Regions from separate parts of the Mus musculus genome. Here all the other regions are linked to region 1. A link is a contact called in public HiChIP or PLAC-seq and promoter capture Hi-C data. All regions are on one chromosome and are shown on one strand. Each heading gives the region's core, a stretch centred on a gene start, on an enhancer-like site or on the middle of the called end of the contact. The rest is flanking DNA. Distances are from core to core; before and after follow the strand shown.

Evidence for each region. Promoter capture Hi-C pulls out the DNA fragments that hold promoters and counts their contacts. HiChIP or PLAC-seq counts read pairs in DNA pulled down with a chosen protein or histone mark.
Region 2: a contact with region 1 is called in a promoter capture Hi-C map of embryonic stem cells, with 2.6 times the contacts expected there. The contact joins the promoter of Dppa3 here to the promoter of Phb2 in region 1. A contact is called at or near these places in 1 of 39 promoter capture datasets (embryonic stem cells) and 1 of 115 datasets of contacts at active chromatin or transcription factors (embryonic stem cells).
Region 3: a contact with region 1 is called in an H3K4me3 HiChIP or PLAC-seq map of embryonic stem cells, with 5 read pairs. The contact joins the promoter of Gdf3 here to the promoter of Phb2 in region 1. A contact is called at or near these places in 2 of 115 datasets of contacts at active chromatin or transcription factors (embryonic stem cells and stem cell-derived neural progenitor cells) and 1 of 9 other capture datasets (liver).

Annotation. Positions count from the first base shown.
Region 1 is chr6:124,710,982-124,713,681 of GRCm38.p6, forward strand. It overlaps Phb2 (prohibitin 2), which reads left to right and starts at 1,308. Exons shown (of 10, transcript NM_007531.2): 1 at 1,308-1,582; 2 at 1,723-1,807; 3 at 2,081-2,160. The coding sequence starts at 1,456. It overlaps Emg1 (EMG1 N1-specific pseudouridine methyltransferase), which reads right to left and starts at 1,197. Exons shown (of 6, transcript NM_013536.2): 1 at 895-1,197. The coding sequence starts at 1,062.
Region 2 is chr6:122,624,992-122,627,691 of GRCm38.p6, forward strand. Dppa3 (developmental pluripotency-associated 3) reads left to right here and starts at 1,433. Exons shown (of 4, transcript NM_139218.1): 1 at 1,433-1,619. The coding sequence starts at 1,532. RefSeq lists a promoter at 1-1,503.
Region 3 is chr6:122,608,719-122,611,418 of GRCm38.p6, forward strand. It overlaps Gdf3 (growth differentiation factor 3), which reads right to left and starts at 1,369. Exons shown (of 2, transcript NM_008108.5): 1 at 978-1,369. The coding sequence starts at 1,248.

The DNA of each region.
Region 1 (2,700 bases), core at 58-2,557:
TAAAACCACCACCCAGCAAGAGAATGTGTGTGTGTGTGTGTGTGTGTGAGAGAGAGAGACAGAGACAGAAACAGAGGGGAGCAGGAGTTTGGGAGGGAACTTCTGGGCCTACACATTGAACAAGTTTAGCTCTGAAAGGCAAGACATACAAAAGAAGGAAGGAGCCGGGCGGTGGTGGCGCACGCCTTTAATCCCAGCACTCGGGAGGCAGAGGCAGGCAGATTTCTGAGTTTGAGGCCATCGTGGTCTAAAGTGAGTTCCAGGACAGCCAGGGCTATACAGAGTAACCCTGTCTCAAAAAAACAAAAAGAAAAAAAGAAAGAAAGAAGGAAGGAAGGAGGGGGCTGGAGAGATGGCACAAACTTTCTTGTATAAGACTCAAGTTAGGTTCCTAGCACCTTCATGAGGTGGCTCATGGCCACATGCAGACTTGCATGCATAAATAAAGGTAAAGTAAATATTTAAGGGGGAGGGTAAAAAAGCAAAGACAAAGGCTTTTTAAATAATCTGATCCAGACATACTTCAGAATAGGTAAATACAGAACAAGCTGCCAGTCAAGCCCCATTTAACAAAATAAAGCATCAAGTCCTTGGTAGTAAAAGGCTGGGGAAGTCACTGGCCTTTGGAAACGTGGGAACCCTCAATAGACAATGCTTCCCTCATTTTGCATTATACATCACAGACTCCGTGATAAGTCAACTAAAAGCAAGGCGAGGGCTGAAATGAAAGTCCAGAGCAAAAGGACTACCCCCAGGATATCAACAGCCTGGAAAACTAGGTCATTCTTCCAGAGCAAATTTCAAGGCTCCGCTTTTCCATGCACTCTGCGGCCCTGGTTCCCACACAATCTGATCCATCAATTCCCTACCTCCGCACTCACTGTTCAAAACTACCTTGACTGTCTCCAGACTGGCCCCTTCCAGCACCACAATGAGCCTCCGGCCTCCGCACTTGCTTCCTGCCCCAAGCCGGAGCTTCTTAGGCGGCGTAGTCTCCCAGTCCTGCTCCTGCACTGAAAATCGCCGCTCACGAGGTTGGAAGCCACCACTGGCCGCAGACATCTTGTAGGCAGACCGGAAGTTGCACCGAAGTCCTTAAGTTAGAACTTCACGTCCGTCCTCACGGCCAACTTCCTTCGAGCTGCCATTTTGAAAGAGGGCGCTCGAAAATGGCGATGCCCGTACGGAAGCCTCTCCGGGAGGGCACACCATTCCCCCCCACCAAGAGGCGGGACTTCCGGATGCGCCATTCCTGTGCGCGGAGTTCAGGGCCGCCCGGGCGGAGGGGGGCGGGTCCGGAGGGAGGCGCACTTCCGGTGCCCTTTCTCCCGCGAGCTCTAAGGCCGCCGATCCTCGTGTGCAAGGCGAGGTCTGTAAGCTGGAGCGGGGCAGAGGCTGGCGGGCACCCCCTCCTGACCGCTGGTGCCGCCGCCGCCGCCTTCGGGAGGATCAGACATGGCCCAGAACTTGAAGGACTTAGCTGGACGCCTGCCCGCCGGGCCTCGGGGCATGGGCACGGCGCTGAAGCTGCTGCTGGGGGCCGGGGCGGTGGCCTACGGCGTCCGCGAATCCGTGTTCACCGGTGAGCAGCCTCCTTCCGCTGGCCGGACGTTGCGGTCCCCAGACCCACGGTCCTGCTATCCCCCAGGTGTCCCCGTCCCACCTACGCTGACCAGCACTCGGGCCAGTAGCCTGCCCTGACTCCCACCCCTCTCTCCGCAGTGGAAGGCGGTCATAGAGCCATCTTTTTTAATCGTATTGGTGGCGTGCAGCAGGACACGATCCTGGCCGAAGGCCTTCACTTCAGGTAATGGCGGGCAGAGCGAACAGGCCCTGACCCTTCACCCTTGACGGCTGCAGCCAGACTTAACAATTCGGAGCTGCTTTACCCCTTCCTCACGCCTGCTCTTGAGGACAGTGGCTGCCTGAAACTCCAGCAATGCATAAAGGGCTGTTCTCGACTGGGAAGAGTCCTTGTGGTCGTGGGGAGGAACAGGCCCAAGGACGAGTGGTGAGGGGAACCATCAAAATCAATAAAACTGCAGTTTCCCAACTCCTGTCCATGACCTCTCCTCTCCAGGATCCCCTGGTTCCAGTACCCCATCATCTATGACATTCGGGCCAGACCTCGAAAAATCTCCTCCCCCACAGGCTCCAAAGGTAAACGTGGGCAACTGGGAGCCTCAGGGCACGTGGGGAAACAAATGTAAAATGAGCCTGGCCAGGCTGCCAGAATTGGTTGTGTTTCTGAGGTCTTGGTTTCTACGTCTGCAAAAGAGCCATGCCTCACGGTTCAAAAAACGGTGCATTCCAGTACTTGGCATGCATGCACGTTTTAACGTTACCTTCTGCCTAGCATAAAAGGGATAAGAGTTGCCTTTCTTCCTGGCTGCCTAGGTCCAAGTCTGTTTTTAAGGCCTTTTTTTTTTTCTGTTGATTTGTTGATTACATCCACAGTACACCTTGCTCTGGAGAAAGTGCCCCCACTCTTCACTAGCTGTTGCCCTGTAGACCATAGTTAGAAGGCCTGCCTTTGAGATTCCCCAAGCCTGGGCCTCATTCCCATGTACACACCGAGGCAAGTAGCCCACAGAAGTGTGCTTCTCTGTTGCTGTTTGTGGTGTGTGTGGTTTATGCGTTTGCTAAGCCATAGGCCTTGGAAATAAAACACAGTTCTGGTTCTCAAGGCCCTAATGGCAA
Region 2 (2,700 bases), core at 183-2,682, 2.1 Mb before region 1:
ACAAAACAAACATGGGAACTTTGGTCTTCATTCCTCCTTTGTGCAGACAGTGGCCCGCCCATGCTGGTACACTTCATTACAACTCAATCCAAGAATTGTTGGAGTTACGTTTTTTATTATTGATTTCCTTCTCCTCCTAGACAAAGTCTCACACAGTAGCCTTGGCTGACCTAGAATTAGAGATCCTGCTGCCTCAGCCTCTTGGATGTTGTGATTATAGGTGTGAGCCAGCATGCCCAACCAAAGTTAATTTTAGATGCTCAGAAATGCTTATACCAGGTGAGTCACCCACGCCTGAAATGCCAGCACTGGTGTAGACTGACTTAGGATTCAAAGTTCCAAAGTGCAGAGGTTGAGGCAGGGAGATATTTGAGTTGGCAGCTGGCCTGGTCTACACAGGGAGTTCCTAAGCAGCCAAGTCTGCCCTGTTTGGAAAAACAAGACAAACAAACAAAAAGTTTCAGGCCACCTGCTGAGAGACGGGGAGAAGGGGGGCGTGTCTCTTTAAAAAAAGTTGTGCGGATGGTGTTGTAAGCTTTATAATCCTAGCACATTGGAGGCAGAGAAAGGAAGAGCTCTCCAGTTTGAGGCCAACCTGGGCTGTTACATACCAAGTTTCTGAACAGCAAGACTACACGGAGTCTCAAACAAAGAGTTAGATATTATTAAATGTATTGTCTATGAAATGATCCACAATTATATATTCTTGAATTCCATGCATATATATATATATATCATAAAATATCCATCTATTTAAGTATAACAAATACATCTTTATTTAGTAGCATTTAAAGTGAAATAGTTTTCAAAGATTTAAGATGAAGCAGTCAAAGGAAACATTCTAATTAACTTAACTGATGGGAAGGGGGTGGGGGACGGCACAACTGCCTATTCTAGAACATATAAACCCAGTTCACTGATCACTAGCCATCTCCAAGATGTAATAAACAAAAATAAAATTCCTGATATTTCAGGAAACCAAAAGAGATTCTAGATAAAATCTGCAATCTTTGTTGTTGTTGTTTGCTTTTTCGAGACAGGGCTTCTCTGTATAGTCCTGACTGGAACTCACTCTGTAGACCAGGCTGGCCTCGAACTCAGAAATCCGCCTGCCTCTGCCTCCCAGGTGCTAGGATTAAAGGCGTGGTGGCTACCACTGCCAGGTTTGAAGTCTTTTTTTTTTTTCCTTCCCATTTTGTGACTAGGGCTGGTCTAGAACTCAGAGATCCACCTGCCTCAGCCTCCCTGGAACTGGCTGGGATTGCGCAGGGTTAGTTTTAACCGAGAGCGGGGAATCCTACAGTAAAAAGGCCCCGCCTCCGCCTAAAGGTGTAGCTCAGGTGAAGCCTGTAATCACTGCTCATTAGCATTAAAGTAGCCTGGGGGTAGACTCGGCTGTATAAAAGGAAACCAGACCCCCCCCCCCCCATTCACAGACTGACTGCTAATTGGGTCTTGGTTTTAGGTCTTTTCAAAGACTAAGCAATCTTGTTCCGAGCTAGCTTTTGAGGCTTCTGCCCATCGCATCGCCATGGAGGAACCATCAGAGAAAGTCGACCCAATGAAGGACCCTGAAACTCCTCAGAAGAAAGATGAAGAGGACGCTTTGGATGATACAGGTAGGCCGGCGTCGGCCTTTCTGCCCGGGGTTTTGGGAAGCCCTCCCTTCTCTTCTCGTTCAGCTAGCACGAGGCTGGTATCACTGAGCCCAGCACTGACTCAGTGGAGGACCAGGGAGTTTCAGGCCATCTGTTGTGAGTGCAAACCCAAGCCAGAGATGATGGTTAAGAATATACACCTTCCTCGGGGTGAAAATGCTGGTTCGTAGAGATAAAAAGAACCGGGAGGGAGTTGAGACTGTGGTATCTCGGTTGCGGGATTTTTAAGACTCATAAGACCACGTTCTGGGCTGTACTGGGTTGTATGGTTGGGGGGGGGGGGTAACATTTCCTCATCAGCAATTGGTCTCCGCGGTGTTTTTATTTTGTTTTGTTTTTAAATATTTATGATTTGGTGTTTGAGGCAACAGTGCCTGGACTAGAACTCCCTGTGCAATCCAGAATGGCATCCCAAATCCGAGAATTAAAGATTAAAGGCTTCCGAGTGGGCTGCAGTGTGTGTGTGTGTGGGGGGGGGCGTTGTTTGTGTTGTTTTAGCATAGAAATCTTGGTTGAGACAGTCTCACTCTGTGGTAGTAGATACAAGGAACGCAACCTTGTAGCCCTGGCTGGGCTCAGTCTCGATCCTCCTGCCTCTGCCTCCAAAGTTTTAGAATTAAAAGTGTGCAGTGTCATGCCGGCCCTTGTGTAGCACCGGAGTTTTGTTTGCTTCTCTGTGTAGCCCAGGTTGTCCTAGGACGCTGTACACCAGGCTGGCTTGGGACTCAGGAGGATCCGCCTTTCTCAGACTTTCGAGTGCAGGGATTAAAGGCAGTGCCACCTCGGTGGGCGACAGCGGAATCTTTTAAGCTTCAGTTGAACCTGGGTTTTTTTTTTTTTTTTTTTTTTTTTTTTTCTTATTCTCATCTACTTTCTTTCCAGCTAAATATCCTTTTCAGGTAAATGGCTATTCAAGGGGAGCCCAAGATAGGCTGAGCCGTGTGCTACATGGGCCCACTGGTTCCCACTCCCCAGCTGCAGTTGATTCTTTGTCCGAGGGACTGCCTCCGGGCACTCCCGGTCTAGGGCGTGGCTCGAGAGG
Region 3 (2,700 bases), core at 119-2,618, 2.1 Mb before region 1:
TTGTGCAATTTGGTGGTCAGTTTAAAAAGCTATGGGATGGCAGTCCCTCAGAATTTTATAAGAGTGTAACTGTGCCTTAGATTAACACCATTGGTCTGTATTTTTAAAAAGTCAAGTCACGCATGATGGCGCCTGCCTTTAATCCCAGCACCTGGGAAGCAGAGGTAGGGGGTGTCTCTTGAATCCAAGGCCATGCTGGTCTAGAAAGAGACCCCCAGGGCAGGCAGGGCTACACAGAGAAACCCTGTGTTGAAGAAACAAACAAAATGAAATAAAATAATTAATAAAATATAAATAGATAAAATCAAGAGATGTGCTGGCTTTTAATCCTAGCACTCAGTACTTGGAAGCAGAGGCAGGTGGCTCTTGCTCTAAGGTATACATAGCAAGTTCCAGGACAGCCAGGGCTACACAAAGAGACGTGCTTTTGCATCTAACAAAAGTAACACAGAGGGGATAGAAAGAAAGATGGCTGCATGCTTAAGAGGACCGGAGCTCATTTCGCAGCAGCCATGCGGTTGGGCAGCTCACAACCTCCTGTAACTTCTGCTCCAGGGGATCTGACACCTCTGAACTCTTAGGATAGGCATGCACAAAAACATATTAAAAACAGGGAGAGAGTAAGCAGGAGAAAAGAGAAGGGAGGTGGTGGGGAACCGCTGACTTTTAAAACCTACCTTGAATTCGGTCTCACCCAAGGTGTGACATTGTCTAGCTCTCGGAATGCTGACCTATAGTCTAAACCCACTCTCTGTTAACTGTAAATTAAATTCTGCTAAACCGGCACCGCGGTAGTTAGACTAGCGTGGAGAGGTGATAAGAACACGTGCCTTCCTCTGGGCTGATCTTGGAACCAAGACAGAATGTGCAAGATCCAAGGCCAGACTCCGGCCAGCCATGGTGTCCATCTGTATCCTCCTCCCTGCTCCACAGCACCCACTTGAGATTTTTCTCTGATAAACCCTCGGGTTCCTTACCCTGGTCTGGGAGAAGCTGAAGCAGGTTCCCACGAACACCCAGCTCCTTCACGTAGCATAAGTCCTGCGAGGCCCCACTGGCTGCAGCGGCTTCTCGAGCCCGGATGATTTTCCTTAAGACGCGAGGCACAGGTTGGAACCTGTGAGGTGAAGGCGCTTTCTCTAATCCCAGAAACTGCAAAAGGTCAGAGTCTTGAAACTCGGATGTCTGGCCCCAGGGCAGGGTTAACAGAAGGAAGCCAAGCGCCAGAAGCCGTTGATAAGGCTGCATGGTCGTCTGAGCCAGGGTAGAGCAGCCTCTGGGGTGCGCAGCTCAGCGGTCTAGCCTCCTCTGCTCAATTCAGGAGCCTGGGAGCTAATCAAGTGTGAATTGCTCTCTTCTCAGCCCCTCAGAGGCAATTCAATGTGAAAAGACAGATGGTGTGTGTGTGTGTGTGTGTGTGTGTGTTTTCTCCTTCTACTCCCCGCGGGTTGGTCAGCAGTGTACAGCGTGAGTGAAAAGGAAGACACACTCATTCAACACACAGACATTAGTGTGTCTGTGATATGCAAGGCAATAAGATAACTTCTGGGAGCACAGTAGAGAATAATTTATTATATGTGTAATTTTGAGAGGGGGTCTCTTGTGTCCTAGATTGACCTTCAACTTGTTTCTCTTTTAACAAGATATTTGTTTGTTTGTTTGTTTGTTTGTTTGTTTATTATGCCTGTGAGTGGGTTATGCATGCCACAGTACAGGGGCGGAGCTCCCAGGTCAATTTGCAGGAGTTGGTCTCGTCTTCCGAATGGGTCCCAGGAATTGAACTCAGATTATCAGGCTTGGTGGCAAGCACCTTTACCCACTGGGGCACCTTGCTGGCCCAAGTTTGAACTTCTAATCTAGTCTACCTATCGCTCCCAATGAGATTGGATGAGATGCATGGTATGGAACTCTGGGCTGAAAACACGCTAGGCAAGCACTCTGGTCACTCCTAGCCCTGTAATCAATCAATCTCTCAATCTCTCTCTCTCTCTCTCTCTCTCTCTCTCTCTCTCTCGATTGCTTTCTTCCTTCCCTTCCCTTCCCTTCCCTTCCCTTCCCTTCCCTTCCCTTCCCTTCCCTTCCCTTCCCTTCCCTCCTTCCTTCCTTCCTTCCTTCCTTCCTTCCTTCCAGAAATGGTGTCTTGCAGGAACTAATTACAAACCTCTTATCCCTGTACTCAGGAAGCAGAGATAGAAGAATAAAAATATAATACCAACTTCAATCATATAGCAAGTTTGAAGCTAGCTTGAGCTACATTGAGACCTAACTTAGAGTGGGGGTGGGGTTGCTATCTTTCCCAGGGGAGTCAGAATCCTGGGTTTAGGTAGTCCTTCCACACTGTCCAGAAAACTGTGACTGAGCTGTCAGTGTGCTGCCACGCCCAGTTCACTATGATTCTCTTAGTTTGGGATGCAGAGAGGACTCAGTGGTTAAAAGCACTTGCTGCTCTTCCAGAGGAGCCAAATTTGGTTCCTAGAGCCCATATCTGGCAGCTTATAGCTGTCTTCAGGGGATTGAACGCATCTGGCCTCACTCAGCAGGCACCTGCACACATGTGCACATACCCATATGCAGGCACACAACCTATGCAAAATTAAAAACAATAAAAATACATTTTTATAATTTTATACTTCATAGTCTAAGTACAAAAACACTAACTGGCAGTGTAGCTCAGTGGTGGATACTCAAGATCCTGGGTAA